Regions from separate parts of the Zea mays genome. Here region 2 is linked to region 1. Evidence: chromatin contacts called from public Hi-C data. All regions are on one chromosome and are shown on one strand. The core of a region is the stretch at or near the end of the contact, and the rest is flanking DNA. Distances in the headings are between cores, read along the strand shown. Region 1 overlaps LOC100272416 (phospholipase D family protein). Region 2 has its middle 44 kb from the start of LOC100501158.

Region 1 (4,626 bases), core at 1,236-3,735:
TTATTTGGTCCCCCGGGTCCTCTCAACTGAACAAACTGATATATGACAGGAGAATACCGTGATCTACCATCAAGTATTCTCATGTGTTCCCAACGATCACATCCATTCTAGGTATTGAATGCAGGACCTGTCTTCAAGTTTTCTCCCATTCGAGTCGAAATATTGTGCTCACTGGTCTCTGAAATGATATCAACCTCTTGCAGGTATCAATTTCGCCAAAGTTTTGCTCATCGTAAGGAGAAAATTGGCCACACAACCATAGACTTGGGTGTTGCCTTAGAAAACCTGGAAACGCAACAGGAGGGAGACCTGGCATGTGCCAAACCAATGGAACGGTTGCAGGACGTTCGGGGTCATATTGTTTGCTTCCCTTTGGAGTTCATGTGCCAAGAGGACTTGAGACCTTTCTTCAGTGAGAGCGAGTATTATACATCTCCACAAGTTTTCCATTAGGGCTTGTTCGGTTATTTCAATTTCATGTGGATTGGTGTGTATTGGAGTGAATTAGGATGAATTTTGACTTGCTATGGATTTAAACTGACTCAATACCATCTAATCCACATGGATTAATGTTGAAACGAACAAGCCCTTAGTGTTTATTTTCCCGCTTTTGGCGAAAGTCCGCCCATAGGTACATGTTATAGGGTTATTATACTTGTATATGCCTAGATCGTGTCTCGTGCCTGGATGAATAGGAAAAACAAAAACAAAGGAACAACCATATCCTTGCTAGTTTCGGGTATATAGGATATGACGGCCAAGATTTGTACAGATCGTTTATCAGAGTTAGTTCGGGCAGCAGATGTTGCCCTATTAGATGAATTCTTTTATGCAAAATAAAATGCACTTAAAGCTGAATTTGATGCCTTGTAGTCTTGTACATTGAGCATTGGCAGATTCTGTTGAAATTTGTTATCTGATCATTATTGTGGATGTGGTACTTTGGAAGTTTCTGTGAGGCAGTGAGGGCACATTTGGTATATTGTTTTATCTAATGTAATCATTGTTTTATAGGCAATTAAATGTACATGCTGAGACGAATTATTGGAATTTCATTCGTTCTAAATTATAGGTTGAGTTTTGTCTTAAATAGGTTATCAATCAACTAAGGTCACTGGAGTGTACTTCATCTGATCCAAATCATAATTTAGCCTCCGTTTGTTCCTTTAGTTCAGAGACTAAAGTTTAGTCTCTATCTTTTTTGGTTTTAGAGACTAAACTATTCAAAACATATTAAATGAATTATAAGAAGACTAAATTATCCCTTAGTATTCTCCCACCATTAATGCAACTGAAATAAAGAAGGAACAAAAAGTGAAATTTATATGGTTTAGTTACCCCTTGAGAGACTAGAGACTAATATAGTTTAGTTCCACCATTTGATAATTTAGGAACTAAATGTGACTAAAATGGAAGGACTAATCTTTAGTCCATCGAACAAAACAGACCTTTACACATGAGATTTTTACGAAGGGGTGTTTGGTTTTTAAGGACTATTTTTTAGTTTCTCCATTTTATTCTATTTTAGTCACCAAATACGGAAACTAAAACTCTATTTTAGTTTCTGTATTAGGATATGTTTTATTTCTTTAGTCCACGAACTAAAGTTTAGTCGAGTGATTAAAGTTTAGTCCTTACCCTATTTTGTTGCATGGACTAAAAGTATTCAGAACGTATTAAATGACTCGTAAGAAGACTAAAATGCTCCTTAACATTCTTCCACCATTAGCGTAATTGAAATAAATGAGGGGCAAAATGTGGAATTGATATATTTTAGTCCCTTTTAATCACCATTTGAGAGACTAGAGACTAAAGCACTTTAGTCCTTATTTTAGTCTCACTATTTGACTAGTTAGGGACTAAGGGCATGTTTGGTTTCCTGACTAATTTGCCACACTTTGCCTAACTTTTCTGACTAAGGTTAGTTCTTAAACTCGAACAACTAACCTTAGGCAAAGTGTGGCACAATTAGCCACGAACCAAACAGGCCCTAAATGAGACTAAAATGGAGTGACTAATCTTTAGTCTCTTAAACCAAATAGAGTCTTAGTCATTTTAGGGACTAAAATAGAATAAAATGAAGGGACTAAAAATTAATCTATAGAAACCAAATTCATTAACTTTGACTAATTTTTTTTAGAAAAAAAATACAAAGTAGAAAGCAAATAGCGGTATTTTTTTATTTTAAAACAACCGCAGGCCTTTGCGGAAGCAGGAATAGGACGACTTCAGTTAGGTTGTGCGCTGTTGGGCCGAACAAAGACCGCTCGGCTCGTTTCACTCGGGCTACGCAGCCAGCAAACGGAAGAGCTGAAGCGTCGGTCGGAGAGGCGTCTGCGCGTTGGAATTTTTTAGTACCACAACGCGAGCTGAAGCGACGTGAGTGTTGCCTGGGCGCTATAAGAACGACGCGTGAGGGATGCGGAACTCTTACCTGACCCTGTCAGGGGTGAAAGGCGGCCCGTTGATGATCGTATAGAGACTGACGTGCCGTGCCGACACCCGACTGAACACGTTGCCAAAGGTGCGAGCGATGTCCTGCCCCTACTTTAGGGTGGGCTCGCGCGCCAATTTTTGGAAGGCCCTGCTACCCTCTGGGAAACGGGGCCTACACCACAGCTGAACATGGATATTTTTTTCTATAGACGGCAATTATTTTATTTATTAGCTGCGTAACTAAGCCAACTCTCAATAAAGATATTCGAAGGAATTTATTTATTTTATATTTTGTATGCACGATTAAGATAAGTTAAAGCCTTGGCGAAAAGTACGTACTTAAAATTTAGCCTGGACACGTACTATTAATAGAGCTAATTGGTAGTCATAAAATTAGTTATCTGAGTTGTTAGTCAGCAGATAAGTTAGCTGGTTTTATCTGGGTTAAAGTAGCTAATTTGTTTTTTATTAGCTGCTAATAGCTTCGATAGGTATAACTAACAAAATTTTAATTTCTAAAGAATTTTTTGTTTTGTTTATTGGCTGCGTAGCCAAGTCAACTCTCAACAAAGCTTTTCGCAGGAAATTATTTATTTTATATTAGAATTAATGATAGTAGGTGGAGCTATATTTTTTGCGCAGTTTCCATTTGCAGACTGTACGGCACAAACTTTTTTGTTGCTGTCGGCTAGCCCTAATCTTTTACATGTTCTTTTGCTACAATGTTTTTTCTCATCAAATATCAAAAACAAGTAATAGGTATAATATTACAGACTTTGAAACTTTCTATATCTTAAAAAAATATACCAAAAGGAGAGATAAATTAGATGAATTGAACTTTCCCAATTTAAAAAACTTGTACTCAAGCACACAAATTCACTCCTTAAAGAGTTCGAGTCTTAGACTAGCATGGCAATTCTAGTAATATAAAATGCTTCAAAAGAATTGATCAAATGCGTATATGTAAAGTAAAAGAAGGGATTAGAAGCTCGATGTTTTTTCGAGTTATCGGAGGGTCAATATATTTCACTAGTTCTTGTTGGAGCACCCACGCAAGAGTATCGCTCCCCACGCAAGGGTTGGTTTGTGCGAGGACAAAATGCTCTCTATGAGATGTTTTTTGCTCAGACATGGTGAACTGCTCACAAACATGTATAAGCTTGAGTTGTATTACTCACAAGCTCTCCGAGTGATAATTGAACTCCTAATCGACACCAAGTCTTCTGCAAATAAACTAATATGGCCACTATTCATGTGATTAGTAACTCTCAAGTCCCTAACTAGGGAAAGACTCTTCCCCACTCTCAAGTTTCTTTCACCAGTTGAAATAGAAGAGACCTCATTTGGCCGAGTTGGGGGGGGGAGGGTATATTAGCCCCAAGCAAAGAAACTAGCCGCTACAAGCCAACTCAGCAAAGTCAAGGGGCACCAAACATGTCTAGTGCATACCAAATCTCTGCACCAGACATGTCTAGTGCTTTTCTAACGTCTAATTTTTTAAACTAGCTGTTATTGTACTAGTATCTTGTTTCGGTGCGACACCGAACACATTCGGTGAGTATAAGCTTGTCATGCACAATTGTAATTATGAGCAAAGTCTCTCTTTTCCACATTTAAAGTATTCCGTTGTCTTAGGCATTTTCTTTGGTTTGTTTTATTGTTTATATTTCTTCTCTTTAAATGTTTGAGAGCCAATACCATTCCCATCCAATTTCATGAAAATGTTAATGATTAATTCACTTTGGAGGTATTGCACTTTGGTGAATTAGCTCTTGATTTCTACCACTTCTAATTCTTTTCTAAGTTTCTCATTTGTTTCTTGGTTTGATCAATCTCATTTAGTGCCTTTGCTTTTAGTTTCTTTCTCTAGTCTTTCAACCAAATCATCGCATGATGTTGCTATATCAATATTAACAATTTGGTTAGCAACATCATGTGTTTTACTAGACAAGAGCTCATAAGCAATAACAAGATTATCATGATTAATCTCAACACAAAGTCTTCTTTTAAAGAGATAAATCTAGTGTTGAGCTCCTCATGTATCCACTTAAGTCTATCATGTTTTTCTTTGAGCTATCTTGGGGATGATTTTAGTTCCTTGATATTGGTTGACATAGTTTTATTTTCATCTCTAAGCTCATCACTAGCTTTTTTGGCTATGTCATATTTAGCAAACAAAGACTTGTTCTT
Region 2 (4,626 bases), core at 1,559-4,058, 190 kb after region 1:
GAAGGATTTTGTCATGACAACATTGTTGCCACCATATGATGATATGGTTGTTTCGTAGCTCATGAGAAACTGCTTCGGGTCCGAGTGCACATCATATATGGGAAGCTGGGGTGGTTTGTATGAAGGTGGCCATGGGGTAGCCTGCAATTCTGTAGCTAGGGGGAAGTATCATAAAAAACAATGCTATCATGATGAAAGTCATCATACCATATGCTATCATGGCTATGGCTTTCTTTACGAAGCTCTCTTTGTTGTGGCTTATGCCCTTGTTCATTGTCTTGTGTGATGTGTCGCATATCTTCGGCTGCTTCATCAATCTTTTTCTAGAGCTCAGCCAGCCAAAGCATCTTCTCCCTTCTTCTCTCCACTTGTTGATGAATAGCTTCTAGGTCCCTGATCTCTTGATCCAACTCTTCGTCATGTGGTGTTGGGCTAACAACTTTCCTATTCTGTCTTTGGGCCTCCCTTAGAAGGAGCCCATCTTGATTGGTGCCTAGAGGAGCAAGGGCAGCCCATGGCGCCGCTGTCTTCTTCGGTGGCATGACGAAGGTGGTCGTTCGAGTTCTCTTGACGAAGATTATCGTTTGAGTTCACCGGAGGTGGGCGCCAATTTTGGTCACTTTGTTTTCGATAGCTGTGAACCAAGAACAAGGCAACACATTTGTTAAACATTGAAGACCTTGGTCCCTCGAAGCATTATTCCCCTTCGGGTATAACGAATCTCGAATGAAGGTCATGAAGAACATGTTTTCATCATTCACAAATATCATGTCATTTATTCATTTTATTTTGTATTGAATGTACAAACAATATCAAGATACACATTGCATTGATACCTTCGGCTTGCTTGAAGGTATAGGCGTGAATGCAGTTACCATCCAACGTCAACAGTGTTGGGGTACTATTCATCTATTTATAGGCAATCGTACAACTTCGTATGATATTACATTCATTTCCTTGAAGATTGCATACAAGGTTTACAAATGTCATAGGGACAATTTTGTCATTTGCACCTAGCAGTTTCAATCAACACCTTCTTCCTACGTCACCTTCCCGCGACATCGTAACGAAGCTTGCTTCGTCGCACTTCCATTGATCAAAATCAAAGCTTTTCTTGTACTGAAGCTCCAGTAACACTTAATAATATATAAAAAACAAGTAGTCAGCCGTGTTTTTGAGGACCTTCGGAAGAAGAAGGCCCCCAACACCGACAGCCTCCACCAGGCGCTGCTTACCCCTCGAGCCAGACGCACAATGGAGCTCAGACGGTTTAGGTCGGCCCCAAACCTTATGCTCTGAAAGTAGCATGAGAACAGACTCTTCCCTCATAACAGGGTTACATTTGTCCATATCCTAGTCCAGTAAGGTTGGCCTCCACAAACACGGTTCTGGTACTATCCGAGGCCCAGCCTAGTCAGAGCCGCCCTTATGAACACAGACTCAGGTGTTACATGTATCCCATTGCGAAGGAAGAGTAAGTCCTCATCCATCAGTTTCTTTTCATATTTACGCATGTTGGTTCTTTTTACCCCCTTTTGGGGATCTAAACTTCTGTTGTACTCGAGAAAACCGAATAATAGTGCCTGTTATTCCCCAAACAAATGGGCAGACCAAGAGAACAAATCAGGTTCTAGAGGATATGTTGAGAGCTTGTGCTCTTAAGCATGGTGGCAGTTGGGACAAAAGTTTACCCTACGCAAAGTTCTCCTATAATAATAGTTATCAGACCAATTTGAAGATGTCCCCGTTCGAGGTATTATATGAGAGGAAGTGTAGAACTCCCACTGTATTAGGATTAGACTGGTGAAAGATGGTTCTTTGGACCGGAGATTATCCAAGAAGCAGAGGAACAAGTTCGAATGATAAGGGAGAACCTGAGAACTGCACAGTCAAGGCAGAAAAGTTATGCGGACACCCGAAGAAGACAACTAGAGTTTGAGGAAGGTGATCACATGTACCTGAAGGTGTCACCAATTCGGGGTATGAGAAGATTTAAAGTCAAAGGGAAGTTGTCCCCTCGCTTCATTGGACCCTTCAAATCCTAAAGCGAGTTGCAGAAGTAGCCTATCAACTGGAATTACCAAATCACCTGGCAGATGTGCATAATGTGTTTAATGTATCCTAGTTGAAGAAATGCCTAAGAGTCCCGGAAGAACAGTTGCCGATGGAAGAACTCAGTGTGCAGGGTGATCTGACCTATACAGAGTATCCTACCAAGATCATCAATACCCTGACCCGAGTTACCAGAAATAAAGTGGTCAAGATGTGTAAAGTGCAATGGAGCCATCACACAGAGGATGAAGCTAGCTCGGAGAGACAAGATGAATTGCAAGCCAAATTTCCTCACCTTTTCCTAGTTCGTCGTAATCTCAAGGTTGAGATTACTTTTAAGGGGGATAGAATTTGTAAACCCTAACATGGGATTCTCACTACCTGAGACATTCAAGAGATAATTTTAGTGCTATGTTGATTATGTGTTTTATCAATCGAACATGTTTCTGTTTGTTAAAATAAATACTAAAGGAAATATTCAAAATTATGCATCATTGTGGAGTTTTTTTTATGCATTTGAATGTAGTTTGAAACTCCAACTCAGATTTTAAAATAAGAGAAATTTTAAATTTAAACTGAAAACTGAAATGCAATAGAAATCCAAAATAGAAATGAAAAAAGAAAAAAGGTGAAGCAACGCATTGGGCCGTCTTCCCCCTTCGGCCGGCCCATGAGGCAATCGGCCTAGCTAGCATATGCATCGACAGGCAGGACCCGCATGTTAGCCGCCCTCCACGCGAGTGCCTCCCTTGTTGTGTCACTACGACGCGGGCCCGTGCACCAGGATGAGCCACCGCGCACTGCTGCGGTGCTTGGGCCTCTGTAGCGTGGGCTCGGCTGTTAGTAATCCTTGTAGATCTTCCCAAGACCGAAACAACAGAGTCGATTGCAACTGCCTCACCTTTTTTCCTGGCCATGGAACAACTGCCACCAGCTGGTAGTCATGATGCCCTAGGACCGGGTGTATATGATGCACGCGCCACGGTTGGAACCCCTTGTTCGTCAGAGATGGCAAAGTGGTGCCGTGGCCGAGCCACACCACCTCGCCGAGAGCTAGACGTGCCACTGCGCCCTTGCCTTGCGTACACGACTGCTCGGTAGCCAAATTGTGGTCGGGGAGGTCCACCGACAGTAGAGGATCTCGTTCGGGCAAATCCTCCGACATCAAGTCATCTAGATCCGGGGACTTTCTCGCTGGAGGTTGTTGGGCACAGCGGAGTCGCTTCTGCCCATGGTCGAAGCACGCCGCGCTACTGTCACATCCGGTTTTAGAAGGCAAATCGAATGCGAACCATGTATGTGTCAGGATCAGAAATTCACGTACACAGCAATTACATAATTCGACATCATCACACATTGCTCAAAATAATAGTGGAAATAAGTACTTTATTTCATCACGATATCCAAGATATCCATAGAGTCATTAAGTTAAGTCATAATCAAAGTGTGAATACGAAACATAGTAAGATAAGACCTTTACAGGCATCTGACTGAGGCTTTGCTACTAATCTAAATTAGAACTCGTCGAAGTCCTAAAACTCCTGGAAGTCCTCCATGTTGCCTTCATCTTCTCTTGAGCACGGGATGCAATGGGGAAAACCTAGGGTTTGGTGTTTTAAAGCAAGGGTGAGTACACATCAACGTACTCAGCAAATGTCCCGTTTAGCTAAAGTGGACTAGTTGTATGTGGGGTTAAGCTTAAAGCGGTTTCTTTTAGTTGGTCAGGTATTTATTGTTGGATCTTTTATGGGCTTGGCCCATTTATTGAATAAACTCTATGGTGAGTAATGGTGGAGAATACCAATAGTACCACATTGGAAGTCCAAGGGTCCTTTGCCTTGACTTATATGGTGGGATTTATTCCACTTAACTTGAGAAGTCAAGAAATGGACAAAGGCGTGCCACACACGCGCGCGCGCGCCGCCGCCGCCGCCGCCGGCCGGGCCGGGCGTGGCGTGGCGTGGCGTGGCGTGGCGTGGCAGGCAGGCAGGCGAGCGGGCGGGCGGGCGTGGTTGTGTTAATTTTTAGCACTCACTAACCGCGTATGTCAGCCGAGCCGAGTGACCCTTCTCCTTCAGCTGCCGACTTATGGCGTGACTCGGCGAGAGCTGGCCGACTCATGGCATAACTCGGCTAGAGCTGGCCGACTCTTGGCGTGACTCGGCGACCTTTCTCCTTCAGCTTCCCTCTGCGAGAGGTTAAATAGAGGAGCACCCCTGTCACTCGGTACACGCGAGAAACACTTTCAGTCTCACAATCCAGCCGCCGAGTGAGGGTATTTCCATCTCGTGACTCTGCGCGCACAGAGAAGCGAGAGGGCAGGTGCCTCCGAAGCCGGTGCCGTTCGAGACCTTGCACGGGGGATCGGCAATTAGGTTTTTGGGGAGCGTCTACGCGACTGCCCAACGTCTGTTGTTCTTGCTGTCTTCATCTCGATCGGATGACAAAAGAAGTTGGACAAGGATCAGGATCCTCGGAGCGCATGGGAGGGTATGATCAATTCAGTTCATTACAGTTTTATATTCTGCATATTATATATGTCGTATGTAGTTTTGTCCTATCGTATTATAAGTC

What was found. A called contact is a pair of places that touch in the nucleus more often than the background predicts.
Region 2: a contact with region 1 is called in a Hi-C map of ear, with 3 times the contacts expected there. The contact joins two enhancer-like sites. A contact is called at or near these places in 3 of 25 Hi-C or Micro-C datasets (ear, leaf and tassel).

Annotation. Positions count from the first base shown.
Region 1 is chr8:34,809,361-34,813,986 of Zm-B73-REFERENCE-NAM-5.0, forward strand. LOC100272416 (phospholipase D family protein) reads left to right here. Exons shown (of 20, transcript NM_001350737.1): 19 at 50-111; 20 at 204-931. The coding sequence ends at 453. Among protein-coding and RNA genes, the nearest start is that of LOC100272416, 28 kb to the left of the region's middle. Within about 2 kb of position 2,486, at least 17 of the 20 cell types and tissues checked have an H3K27ac peak or open chromatin away from gene starts, as enhancers often do. A contact at or near this core is called in ear, leaf and tassel, where this site is marked.
Region 2 is chr8:35,000,278-35,004,903 of Zm-B73-REFERENCE-NAM-5.0, forward strand. No RefSeq gene overlaps it. Among protein-coding and RNA genes, the nearest start is that of LOC100501158, 44 kb to the left of the region's middle. Within about 2 kb of position 2,809, at least 18 of the 20 cell types and tissues checked have an H3K27ac peak or open chromatin away from gene starts, as enhancers often do. A contact at or near this core is called in ear, leaf and tassel, where this site is marked.